2 separate regions of the Callithrix jacchus genome follow, and region 1 is linked to region 2. Evidence: chromatin contacts called from public Hi-C data. All regions are on one chromosome and are shown on one strand. Each heading gives the region's core, a stretch centred on a gene start, on an enhancer-like site or on the middle of the called end of the contact. The rest is flanking DNA. Distances are from core to core; before and after follow the strand shown. Region 1 holds the start of HES1 (hes family bHLH transcription factor 1). Region 2 has its middle 67 kb from the start of HES1.

Region 1 (5,836 bases), core at 2,271-4,770, 67 kb after region 2:
CAGCTCACTCTGCAGTGTGAGAAAACATTTTTTAAAAATCTCAAGAGAGTAGCCCAAGGGGCAACAGTGAGTAAACCAAGCCTGCAAAGAGGCAAATGTTTAGTTGCAGACTTGAGGACTACCCTGGAAGGTGGAAGTGAGGCTTAGGTGAATACGGTCAGAGCCACAATTCCTTAGTTAAACTCAGGAACTAAATCGGAGTTCCTGAGTTCCTGGTGGGAGGTCGGGAACACTGCATTAAAGGCTAGGCAGGTTTGAGCTGAACTCAGGTCCCAAGGGTGTGCAGTCAACGTCCAGAGGAGCTGGATGTAGATGCCTCTGAGTGTTGGTCTGCACCTGCCTCATAGGAACCTTCTTTACTAGCCTGAACCATCTAACTGCCCGTTCTGCCTCCAAACCGTGCAATCCGCTCTCCCACTTTGCCAGCTCTATCTCTCTAATGGGAAATCCTGATGCCTCTGCTCTGCTCAAGATTATTTCATGGCTCTCCATTATCTAAAGATAAGGTCCAAAGTCCTTTAGCAACACGTTTAAGGAGCTTGTGACACCGCCTCAAGCTGCCTCTTCTAGTCCCTCACATTCCCTCGGCTCCAGACCATCTTCCCTGAATAAAGACCTCAAGTTCCAGAATCCAGGCCTTTAATGCCATGAGTACCTGCATCCTCTCCAGCCCCATGACTCAGCACATTTCCAATGCCCCCATCCTACTTATTTTTCAGGGCACATAGGCCAATGCCTGAAGGAAATTTTCCAAGGTACGCCAACTTAAAAGTAATTTAATTCTCCTGAAACTCCATAGCATTTTACCTCAATCCAGACATATATCTCTCTTGAACCTAGAATTCCCCCAGAGGAATTTACTGGGACATCAGTAGATGTCAGCTGTACACATTTATATGTGTCTCTAGGCTGTTGGCTTCCAGAGGGCAGTAACGTCACCGCTGTAAACCCAAAAAGGCCAGCAATACTGTTATCCATACATGTGCGGTTTCATATTTTGTTTCTGTCCTCCTGATCTCTCCGGCCACCACCTAACTCAGAAAAGCAAGGAAAAATAAAGCAATGTCCGGTCATCAATCAGAAAATCAGCGTCTGTCCACCCCGCAGCTCACTGTAAACTTCTTGCAGGCTGCCACTGTCTCTCTCATCGTGGAAATCCCAGGGTTTAACACAGTGTGTGACACTGCGCGTGTGTTCCACAATGGAAGAAAGAGGGGGGCTTGCCCAAGGTCACCCAGAGTCAGGAACCACCGAATCTCATCCGGGACCAGATCTGGGGAAATCATTTACAACATTATCTCAGTGGGGAGCTCGGAGGCAGGAAGGAATGAAGTGTATGAGAACTGTGCGCCAGACCTCCGGGACGCGGAAAGGGCTGAAAGGGCGGGGGGGGCACATCAAACAAGACGCTGGGCTCCCGGGCTGCCTAGAGCCGCGAGCCCAGCTCCCGGGCGGCGGGAAGGGCGCGGGGGGAGGCGGTGTGAGGGCACGGGGCCGGCGACCCGGGCAGGCGGGCAGGAGGCGGCCGGCCGGCCCAGGCAGTGCGCGCCGCCCGCCCGGCTCGGCAAATCCCCCAGGGAGGCCGCCGCCAGAGCCCTGGCGCTCCCGGCCCGGCGCCCGCCACGTGGCACCCGGCGGCGGCGGCGGCGGCTCCTCCCGGCGCGCGGCCCGGCCAGCAGGCAGCACGCAGCCGCCCGCGCCGCCCGCCTCCTCCCGGCCGCCCGCCGGCGGCCTACCGGGCGCAGTGAGGGGGAGCGGCCGGCCGCCCGGGACCCGGGGAAGGGACGGGCGGCGCGAAGCCGCTTTAACCGCAGTCGCCGAGCGGAGGCAGGAGGCTGACCCGGCCGCTTCCTAAGTGCGGTCAGGCATCCCGTGACCGCGGCGGGCGCCTAGGGCCCCGCGGGGGGAGGGAGAAGGTGGGGGCCCGGAGCAAACACGGAGGCCCCCACCTCGTCCCCAGGCTGCTGCAAGTGAGGCTTTCGGCCGAGTGAAAACCCCAAGCCCGAAAGTAAGGGTGGTGGGGGGGGATGGAAGAATTCCCCACTCTCCACCAGGGGTGTGCGCTCCCCGCCCGGAAGAGCTGACCTTGGCCTGGGGAGGCGGGGGTAGGGAGGGAGGGTAAGCGTCGGGGCTCGGCTCCCAGCCCGCCGCCCCCTCGGATTCCTGGCCCACAGGGCCGAAGGAGGGGGCCCCGGACACACACACACACACACACCCCACACACGCAGCGCGCGCCAATGAGCCCGGGCCCGGCGCAGGGGGCGGGGTTTTCCCAGGCTCGAGCACAGCAGCTGCTATTTACCTTCTTGGCTTCTCCCGGGGACCAGGAACCGGCCCCCGCTCTCCGCCGCCCGCCGCCGCCCCCCGCCTCCCTGCCCCCGGGGCGCGCGCACACACACTCACACACACGCACGCACGCACACATCCTCCCGGCCCGGCCGCAGCCGCGGCGGCAATAAAACATCCTGGCACGTGCTCCGGCTCCAGGCGCGCCCACGCCGGCCGGCTGATGTCAAACTGCAGCTCGGCTGGTGTAGCTCTTAAAGGGCCCGCGCGCGCCGGGCGCCGAGACCGCCCGCGGGGCGAGGAGGGAGAGGCTCTTCCTTGCCCGCCACCTCAACGCGCCGCAGAACCTAGAGCCTACAGATGAAAAGGGAAACGGTGGTGAAGGAGGGAGCAAGTCCCTGAGGCATTGCCATTAGAGCCTCCCTTGTTCATTTTTTCATTTTTAGATACCACTTCCTTCCACCCAGTTGGAAATTAATCTGATTGTTTCCTGGGGAAGCGCGTGGTCTAAGGCCCCAATTCCAGAAGAGGAATTTCTGAAAGACGGGGCGGCGGTGGGGTGGGGCAGGGATTCAAGGACTACTTCTATCCGAAAAAACCTGCATTTTAAGTTAGAAGCATTTTTTCCTTTTTCTGCATGCAAAAGGAAAAAAAATTTTGGCCCTTTTCCTGCATGATCTACTCTCACCCTCCTGAATGTATAAATTCTGAGCGGGAACTTATTTAGATGCGTTGGTAACTCACACCCTTACACGCGTTTCTCCCCCCACCCCCGCTTTTAACCACTGCTATTATTTTTTTCTGCACTTAACACTTTAAAAATATATATATGCTTCAAATGAACTTACTACAGTCAAAGCCGCTCTGTTACATATGAGAGAGGGCATAAAGAGCAAAGACCCTGGCTCCAGAAGAAACAGACAAGACCAAAACCAAGCGGAAAAAAGAAAAAAAAAAATAACCCCTTAACCAAAGCCCAGAGGGAGAGTAGCAAAGGGTTAAAATCCTTTTGATTGACGTTGTAGCCTCCGGTGCCCTAGGCTCAGGCGCGCGCCATTGGCCGCCAGACCTTGTGCCTGGCGGCCAATGGGGGGGCGCGGTCCACGAGCGGTGCCGCGTGTCTCCTCCTCCCATTGGCTGAAAGTTACTGTGGGAAAGAAAGTTTGGGAAGTTTCACACGAGCCGTTCGCGTGCAGTCCCAGATATATATAGAGGCCGCCAGGGCCTGGGGATCACACAGGATCCGGAGCTGGTGCTGATAACAGCGGAATCCCCCGTCTACCTCTCTCCTTGGTCCTGGAACAGCGCTACTGATCGCCAAGTAGCCACAAAATATTACAATAAACCCTTAGCACTTGCTCAGTAGTTTTGTGAAGGTCTCAAGTAACAGAGACATAAACAAAATTATTTTTCTTGAAGAACTCCAAAAATAAAATTCTCTAGGGATTAAAAAAAAAAAAGGAAAATGCCAGCTGATATAATGGAGAAAAATTCCTCGTCCCCGGTGGCTGCTACCCCAGCCAGTGTCAACACGACACCGGATAAACCAAAGACAGCATCTGAGCACAGAAAGGTAAGGGCGGTACCTGTATCTCTCTGCAGCCCCTCAAAATTAAGTAGGGATTGGGGGGCTTCTTTCTGTCTAGAAAACCGGGGACGAAACGGCATATCCCATGAGAACTCAGAGCTAATTTTTTTTTATTTATTTGCAGTCATCAAAGCCTATCATGGAGAAGAGACGAAGAGCAAGAATAAATGAAAGTCTGAGCCAGCTGAAAACACTGATTTTGGATGCTCTCAAGAAAGATGTAAGTGGGGAAATGCTGTTCTTTCTTTTAATTAAAAAACAACTTCCTCAGCTACTGAGAGTGACACCCCCCGCCCGCGGTTTCTAGCACTCGCCGGTACTGCGTTCTCCTAGGCGGGAGGGCTCGGCCTTTTTCGCTGCGGTCCCTAGATGTGTCTGCGCTCCGTGGCCGGGAGGAGGGACCCCCAGTACTCTGAAGCAGCTGACACGGGGCTCACTTTCCTTCCTTGCCTCCTCCTATGCAGAGTTCGCGGCATTCCAAGCTGGAGAAGGCGGACATTCTGGAAATGACAGTGAAGCACCTCCGGAACCTGCAGCGGGCGCAGATGACGGGTGAGGGCAGCTTGCCGCGCCCCCCTGTGCGGGCGTCCCGCTCGCCTCGCGGTGATTTCTTCCAGACTTCCGCCCGTGGTTGTGAGAGGCATTCAGCTACATTTTACTGCCTTGGCTCACTCTCGCGTTCCCACGGTCTGGGCTTATTTATAGCCACAACTCCAAGTTGTTACTGTTCCGGAAGGGAGGGAAAAAGGTTGAAGCTGCGAGGGTGGCGGGCGGCGGGTAGGGGCGAAAGGACTTAGGGCTGTGGCGGTTTGGAACTGCATGGAGCCTGGGGGTTAACTGGGTTAGCACTCCCTCTCGTTGCAGAAGGGGAAATGAGGCCCGAATGATGGATTGGGAGGCATTGTCCAAGGTCACGTCACGCGCAGGGGTGGGGGTGACAGATTTGGGGCTGAGATAGGTTTTAAATGCAGCGACAGGGAATCGGGAAGGAGTGGCTCAGCTTTGGCTGCCACGCTTGTGTGGAGAGGTGGCTGGTTTCTCATCCAATCCTCCCTGCCAGAGGCAGTTTCACGGGCGCATGGTCAGGGAGGCGCGCCACAGGGACCTCCCAGGGCGGAGGCAGTGGCCACGGGGCCAGGGCCGTTCGGTGACCCGTCTGTGTCCTTCTGGCCCGCAGCTGCGCTGAGCACAGACCCGAGCGTGCTGGGGAAGTACCGCGCCGGCTTCAGCGAGTGCATGAACGAGGTGACCCGCTTCCTGTCCACGTGCGAGGGCGTTAATACCGAGGTGCGCACTCGGCTGCTTGGCCACCTGGCCAACTGCATGACCCAGATCAATGCCATGACCTACCCTGGGCAGCCGCACCCCGCCTTGCAGGCGCCGCCGCCGCCCCCACCAGGACCGGGCGGTCCACAGCACGCGCCATTCGCGCCGCCACCGCCGCTCGTGCCCATCCCCGGGGGCGCGGCGCCCCCTCCCGGCGGCGCACCCTGCAAGCTGGGCAGCCAGGCTGGAGAGGCGGCTAAGGTGTTTGGAGGCTTCCAGGTGGTACCGGCTCCGGATGGCCAGTTTGCCTTCCTTATTCCCAACGGGGCCTTCGCGCACAGCGGCCCTGTCATCCCCGTCTACACCAGCAACAGCGGGACCTCTGTGGGCCCCAACGCAGTGTCGCCTTCCAGCGGCCCCTCGCTTACGGCGGACTCCATGTGGAGGCCGTGGCGGAACTGAGGGGCTCAGGCCACTCCTCCTCCCAAACTCCCCAACCCACCTCTCTTCTCTCCGGACTCTAAAGAGGAACTTGAATACCGGGAGTAAAGAGGACTTTTTTGATTAAGTGGTTACTTTGTGTATTTTTAATTCCTAAAAAGTTACTTTTCGTAGAGAGAGCCGTATTAAGTGACTGACCATGCACTATATTTGTATATATTTTATATGTTCATATTGGATTGCGCCTTTGTATTA
Region 2 (6,188 bases), core at 2,088-4,587:
AGGAATAACATTACCTGATTTTAAATTATACTACAGAGCTATATTAAGCAAAACAGCATGGTATTGGCATAAAAACAGACACCATAGACCAATAGAACAGAACAAAGAACCCAGAAACAAATTCATACATATACGGTGAACTCATTTTTGATGAAAGTGCTAAGAACATACATTAGGGAAAGGACATTCTCTTCAATAAATGTTGCTGGGAAAAGTGGATATCCATATGCAAAAGAATGAAACTAGACCCCTGACTGTTGCATATACAAAAATCAAATCAAAATGCATTAAAGATTTAACTCTGAGACCTCAAACTACGAAGCTACCAAAAGGAAACATTGGGAAAGCTCTCCAGGACGTTGGTCTGGGCAAAGGTTTTTTTAGTAATACCTCAGAAACAAAGCAACCATAGCAAAATGGACAAATGGAATCCCATCAAATTAAAAGCTTCTGCACAGCAAAGGAAACAATTAACAAAATGAAGAGACAACCCACAGAATGGGAGAAAATACATGCAAACTAACCATCTGACAAGGAATTCATAACCAGAATAAACAAGAAGTTCAAACAACTTTATAAGAAAAACATCCAATCATCTTAAAATGGGCAAAAAATCTGAATATACATTTCTCAAAAGAAGACAGATAAATGGCAAAAAGGTATACAAAAAGGTGTCCAACATCACTGATCATCAGAAAAATGCAAATCAAGACTGTAATGAGATAAATGTATAATTACAGCTGCCCCAGTTGGGCTTTTATCCAAAAGTCAGACAATAACAAATGCTGACAATGATATGGAGAAAAGGGAACTTTAGTACACTGTTGGTAGAAATGTAAACGAGTACAACCACTACGGAGAACAGTTTGGAGGTTCTTCAAAAAACTAAAAATAGAGCTATTATACAATTCAGCATCCCACTCTTAGGTATACATCCAAAAGAAAGGAAATGAGTGTATCGAAGAGACACCTGCACTCCTATGTTTATTGCAGCACTAGTAACAATAGCCAAGCTACGGAGGCAACCTAAGTGGCCATCAATGGCTAAATAGACAAAGAAAATATGGTACATATATGCAACAGAATACCATTCATCCATGAAAAAGAATGAGATCCTATCATTTGCAAAAAACATGAATGGAACTGGAGGACATTATGTTAAGTGAAATAAGCCAGGCACAGAAAGACAAACTTTGCATGTTCTCACTTATTTGTGGGAGCTAAAATTTAAAATAATTGAACTCATGGAGATAGAGAATAGAAGGATGGCTATTAGAGGCTGGGAAGGGTAATGAGGGGGTTGATAGGAGAGTGGGGATGGATCATGGGCACAAAAAATAGAATGAATAATATGTAGTATTTGCTAGCATAACAGGGTGACTATCGTAAAAAATAATATACATATATTTTTTGAGACAGAGTTTCGCTCTTGTTGCTAAGCTGGAGTGTAATGGCGCAATCTTGGCTCACTGAAACCTCGGCCTCCCGGGTGCAAGTGATTCTTCTGCCTCTGCCTCCCAAGTAGCTGGGACTACAGGCATGCACCACTACGCCCGCCTAACTTTGTATTTTTAATAAAGACAGGGTTTCTCCATGTTGGTTAGGCTGGTCTCAATCTCCTGACCGCAGGTGATCTGCCCGCCTCAGCCTCCCAAAGCGCTGGGTTACAGACATGAGCCACTGTGCCCAGCCTTGTAAAAAATAATTTGATCATACATTTAAAAATAACTAAAAGAGCATAATTGGATTATTTGTAACACAAAGGCTGAATTCGCTTGATGTGATACTCTATTTATCCCATGTGACTATCATGCATTGCATGCTTGTATCAAAATACCTCACGTACCCCATAAATATATACCATCTACTATGTACCCACAAAACTTAAAAACTAAAACACATTAAAAATATTTTAAAAGGAATTATTCCTCCACTCCCAAACCACCTTCAGCAACTACTTCCAGGCACATCCGGCAAAAACTCAGCATTGAAAACCCTTCAAACACACCCAGCATTCAGTCCTCCATAATCTGGCTATATCCCAAGCTTCTCACACGTATTTCCCACCCAGCCATACCCAGCTCCAGGAAGAGCACTCTCACTAGCAACCTATGCTGCCAGCATCTTGATCTTGGATTTCCCAGCCTCCAGAGCCAGGAGAAAATAAATGACTGTTGTTTAAGCCACCGGTCTATGGTATTTTAGCAATCATTCATACGCGCAGGCACGCACGCACGCACACACAGCATCTGCTTTGTGTCAGCTACTATACAAGTCACTTTAGATACAATATCAGGTGATCTCCATTTTACAGATGAGAAAACCGAAGCTCAGATTAAGTAACTCCCCAAGGTCACACATCTGGTAAGATTCCTAGCCAGTGGTAAACTGCCTAACATTCCTTTGCTGGTACATTCAGCCAACAAACAGAGCAGCTGACATATGCAGAGCCCTCGAATTATTATTTGTGTGGACTACAAAAATGAGGGTAATACAGTCTCTATCCTCAGGAAACTCAGGAAGGAGGAGAGGACAGGTAGGTCATGAGTTATAGGGAGCCACAAATGCCATAAACAGGAGCCAGAGTCAAATGGGGCAGGAGAAAGGGGGAGCACTCTGGGCAAATCTGGGGAGGCTTCCACAGAGGAGCTTACAAGCCGGAACACGGTGCAAAAATGAGGGGTGCTGGTAGAGGGCTGGATCCAATGAGGGTTTCACCAACCAGACCTCTCCGGCGGTGCACCCCCAGAAAATCAAGCTGAGGTGACAGAGTGGGACCTCTCGCAGCACGACGCTGAGTTTAGGCAAAGTTGCTGGGGTCCCAAGACCCATGATTTGCCCCCACCCCCATCTGCCCATTCCCAACTTCTCTATGAGGCAGGAGCACAAGGAGGGGCACCATGCTGGAGAGAAGAGCGCCATGTCTTTGGGGCTTGGGTGCTGCAGAAGTTGCACTGAGCGTGGATTCCAACAGGAGCTCTGCCGCCACTCAGCAGGGTGACCTTGAAGCAAGTATCCCCGCACTGCTGGGCTTCAAAGACCTTGCCTGGGTGATGTCTGAGCACATGTGATTCTCACTCAAGCCAGGCTCTAGGCTGTAGTGGAGGCGGTAGCGCGTGGGGTGGCGTTTCTCTCCCTCGCCCGGGGGAAGACTGTTTCTGATTTGGGGGTAGGCAGCGTAGGACCTCCTGTTCAGAGCTCTCTCACCACCGGGCCTGACCTCGGGGCGCCCGGCTGGGGCCAGGAAGGCGTTCGTGTCAGACAACCCCAGTGGGGAAGCCCCCTCTCCTGGGGCCAAACCGCAGCCTCTTGCAGCCACTCGCCCCGGCCCCGTTCGGGAAGAGGGCGGCCCTCCGAAGGCGGCCGCGAGCAACGGGGCCTGGGTCTGTGGACGAGCGTCCCCTAAGAAGTAGAAGCAGTGTGAAGGGCAGGAAAGGGGCCATGCCGGGCTGTTCCTCCTGCCGCCTGCTCCGCGGGTGGCGCCCGGGGCCGGGTGGTAGCGGGGTGTGGGCGGGGAGACGCGGCTGGCGCGGGGGCGGCCGGGCAGGCGGCGCGCGCTCGGAAGTGCCCCCGGGCGGCCTCCGCGGCAGGCGGCTCCTGTTTCCCGGCTCCCGCCCGGGCGGGCGCGGGGCAGCTGCTGGGAGGTGAGCGGAGCAGCGTTTTCCCACAGTCTGGGGCGGTGACACATGGCGCTCACACATTCCACAGCCGGCGGCCGCGCCAGGCCTGGCCGCGAGTCAAGGCAGCGCCAGGAGCTGCCGATGAGCAGGTTCCGACTTTGGCACCCGCCGCGCGGCCTTCCCGCCTTCCCCACGCCCGGCGGGGGCGGAGGAGGACGCAGAGGGGCCCGCGCCGGCGGCTTAACCCTTGGACGTCTAGACACAACTTTGAGCAGCAGTTTATTGAATCTCAGTGTGTGTCTCACCCAGGTGCTGCATAATGTCCAATGCATGCCTGAATGCATGCATGCATGGATGCATGAATGAATGAATGAACGAATGAACGGACGCGCACCCACATGCTAAAGGGAGCCCTTCCTGGCAGGCTCACACAATGCGCCCATGCAACAGCTTTACAAAGCTCCTGACTCCCACTCTGTACTTTTTTTTTTTTAGACAGAATCTCTCTGTCGCCCAGGCTGGGGTGCAGTGGCGTGATCACTGCAACCTCAGCCTCCCTGGTTCAAGCGATTCTCGTGCCTCAGCCTCCCAAGTAGCTGGGATTACAGGCTCGCACCACCTCACGTGACCAGCTAATTTTTGTATTCTTAATGGATGCCGGTTTTCTCCATGTTAGCCAAGCTGGAGAAAGGTGGTGATCCTTCCACCTTAGCCTCCCAAAGTGCTGGGATTACAGTTGTGAGTCACCACGCCCAGCCACTCTGTACATTCTTGAAAGAACCCTGATGTGAGGGGAGATGTTGGCATCCCCAGTTTACAACGAGGAAAACTGGACTCGGAGAAGTGGCTTGCTGGGGTGGCACTGAACTTCTAGATTCAGATAGGAACCACGAAAGAGATGGGGAAGAGAGGGTATTCTCCATCATCTCCCCTCCCACTACTAGACATGGCAGGCCTGGTGGGAGTCAAGGCAGCACTCATGCCTCTACTCCAGCCAGAGCCTGGTGTGAGTGAGCATTACCTGTGCTCAGCAATCACCATTCACCTGAGTCAGTGATGAGGGGGCTTGCCAATCTCTGGCAGGACTCTCCTCCCCACAACTGTTTACTGGATGGGCAATAGAAACCTTAATCACAGCCCATTCTGGCAACAATCTGGCAGAAACAAAAACAATTTGAAAACTGCTTAAAAAAAATAGGCCTTCCAATTTTGGGGTGGAGAGCTGTTCCTTTGAGATGGCACCATTCCTGTATTCTGCTTCCTCTGGGCTTGGGTGTGACTCCTCAGGACCTCCAGCTCCATTACTGCATCTAACTGCTGAGGCCAGAAACAACACTGAAAAGGGGAGCCTTCACTCACTTCAAATCCCATAAACCAAGGAACCCGCAAAGCATCCCACAGTGAAGCTCCCCAGACCCCTGGGCACAGGAAGGGCTCTGGAAACACTGTGATGTTTCCAGAACTGCCTTATATACATTGCCTTTCATTCTCACAACACCCTAATGAGGTGGGTGGTATTATTGCCCTGCCTTATAGCTAAAAGTACTGAGATTTAAGGAGGTGAAATTACTTGCCTAAGGTCACATAGCTATAAATGCACTTGACCCCATGTTTGCCTAACCACCAGCCAGTACTTTGTCAACTAGGTCTCAAAGTTTAGATGCAATTCAGATTCCATTCCGAATACACACCCTCTCCTCTCACCTCCTCGGAGCACAGGCACACACACAGACCTGCCTGACCTTTACCTTCTCCAAGTCTAAGAGAATCTCGCTTGGATCCTCAATGGCTCTGACTTTGGTAGACTGGTAGAACTTTTCAAACTCACTTTTGGTTGGTGAAGTAAACTGCCTCCACCCTCTGACTCCATAATCAATCTATTCTCCAATCATTACAACATAATCAAAAGACAAAGATGCCAGCCCTGGAGATTCGTGACCAGCTGGCCACATTCTTAACTTAATCAGCATTCACTGTGAACCTCCTATTTCCAGACACCTAACATGGCTGCTGATGGGGATGAGAGAGAAGGACCCAGAGGAGGTAAAAAGGAGAAAACAATCCGGAAGACCCACACTCCCCACTTGGGGCTCCCAATCACACAGATTGGAAAGATTCATAAAGAGACAATTAAATCGTAGCCCACTAAGAGACATATAGATGAAGTGGCAGCATAGAGGTGAGACTGCACCTAGAGGAATGGTTCTCTAAACAGGTGACACTCATGTTGCGTCTTTATCTTAGTTCATTTTGTGCTCTTACAACAGATTACCACAGACTGGGCATCTATCTATCTCTTTTATTTATGTATTTATACATTAAAATCTTTCAGAAAAAAATTTACTTATTTTTAATGACAGATTCTCCCTGTTGCCCACGCTGGAGTGCAGTGGCTATTCACAGGCACAATCATAGCTCACTACAGCCTCAAACTCCTGAGCCTAGAACCACAGGCATGCAACACCATGCCTTGATTTGGATAATTTTTTTTTTTTTTTTTTTTTTTTGAGACAGAATTTCACTCTGTTGACCAGGCTGGAGTGAAATCTCAGCTCACTGCCACATCTA

Evidence for each region. Hi-C and Micro-C count contacts between places; a contact is called where the count stands out from the background.
Region 1: a Hi-C map of skeletal muscle shows a contact between it and region 2, with 4 times the contacts expected there. The contact joins the promoter of HES1 here to the enhancer-like site in region 2. A contact is called at or near these places in 2 of 3 Hi-C or Micro-C datasets (both in skeletal muscle).

Annotation. Positions count from the first base shown.
Region 1 is chr15:23,042,551-23,048,386 of calJac240_pri, forward strand. HES1 (hes family bHLH transcription factor 1) reads left to right here and starts at 3,521. Exons shown (of 4, transcript XM_002758207.4): 1 at 3,521-3,859; 2 at 3,999-4,094; 3 at 4,339-4,426; 4 at 5,052-5,836. The coding sequence starts at 3,752. The coding sequence ends at 5,602.
Region 2 is chr15:22,976,069-22,982,256 of calJac240_pri, forward strand. No RefSeq gene overlaps it. Among named protein-coding and RNA genes, the nearest start is that of HES1, 67 kb to the right of the region's middle. Within about 2 kb of position 3,338, at least 13 of the 16 cell types and tissues checked have an H3K27ac peak or open chromatin away from gene starts, as enhancers often do. A contact at or near this core is called in skeletal muscle, where this site is marked.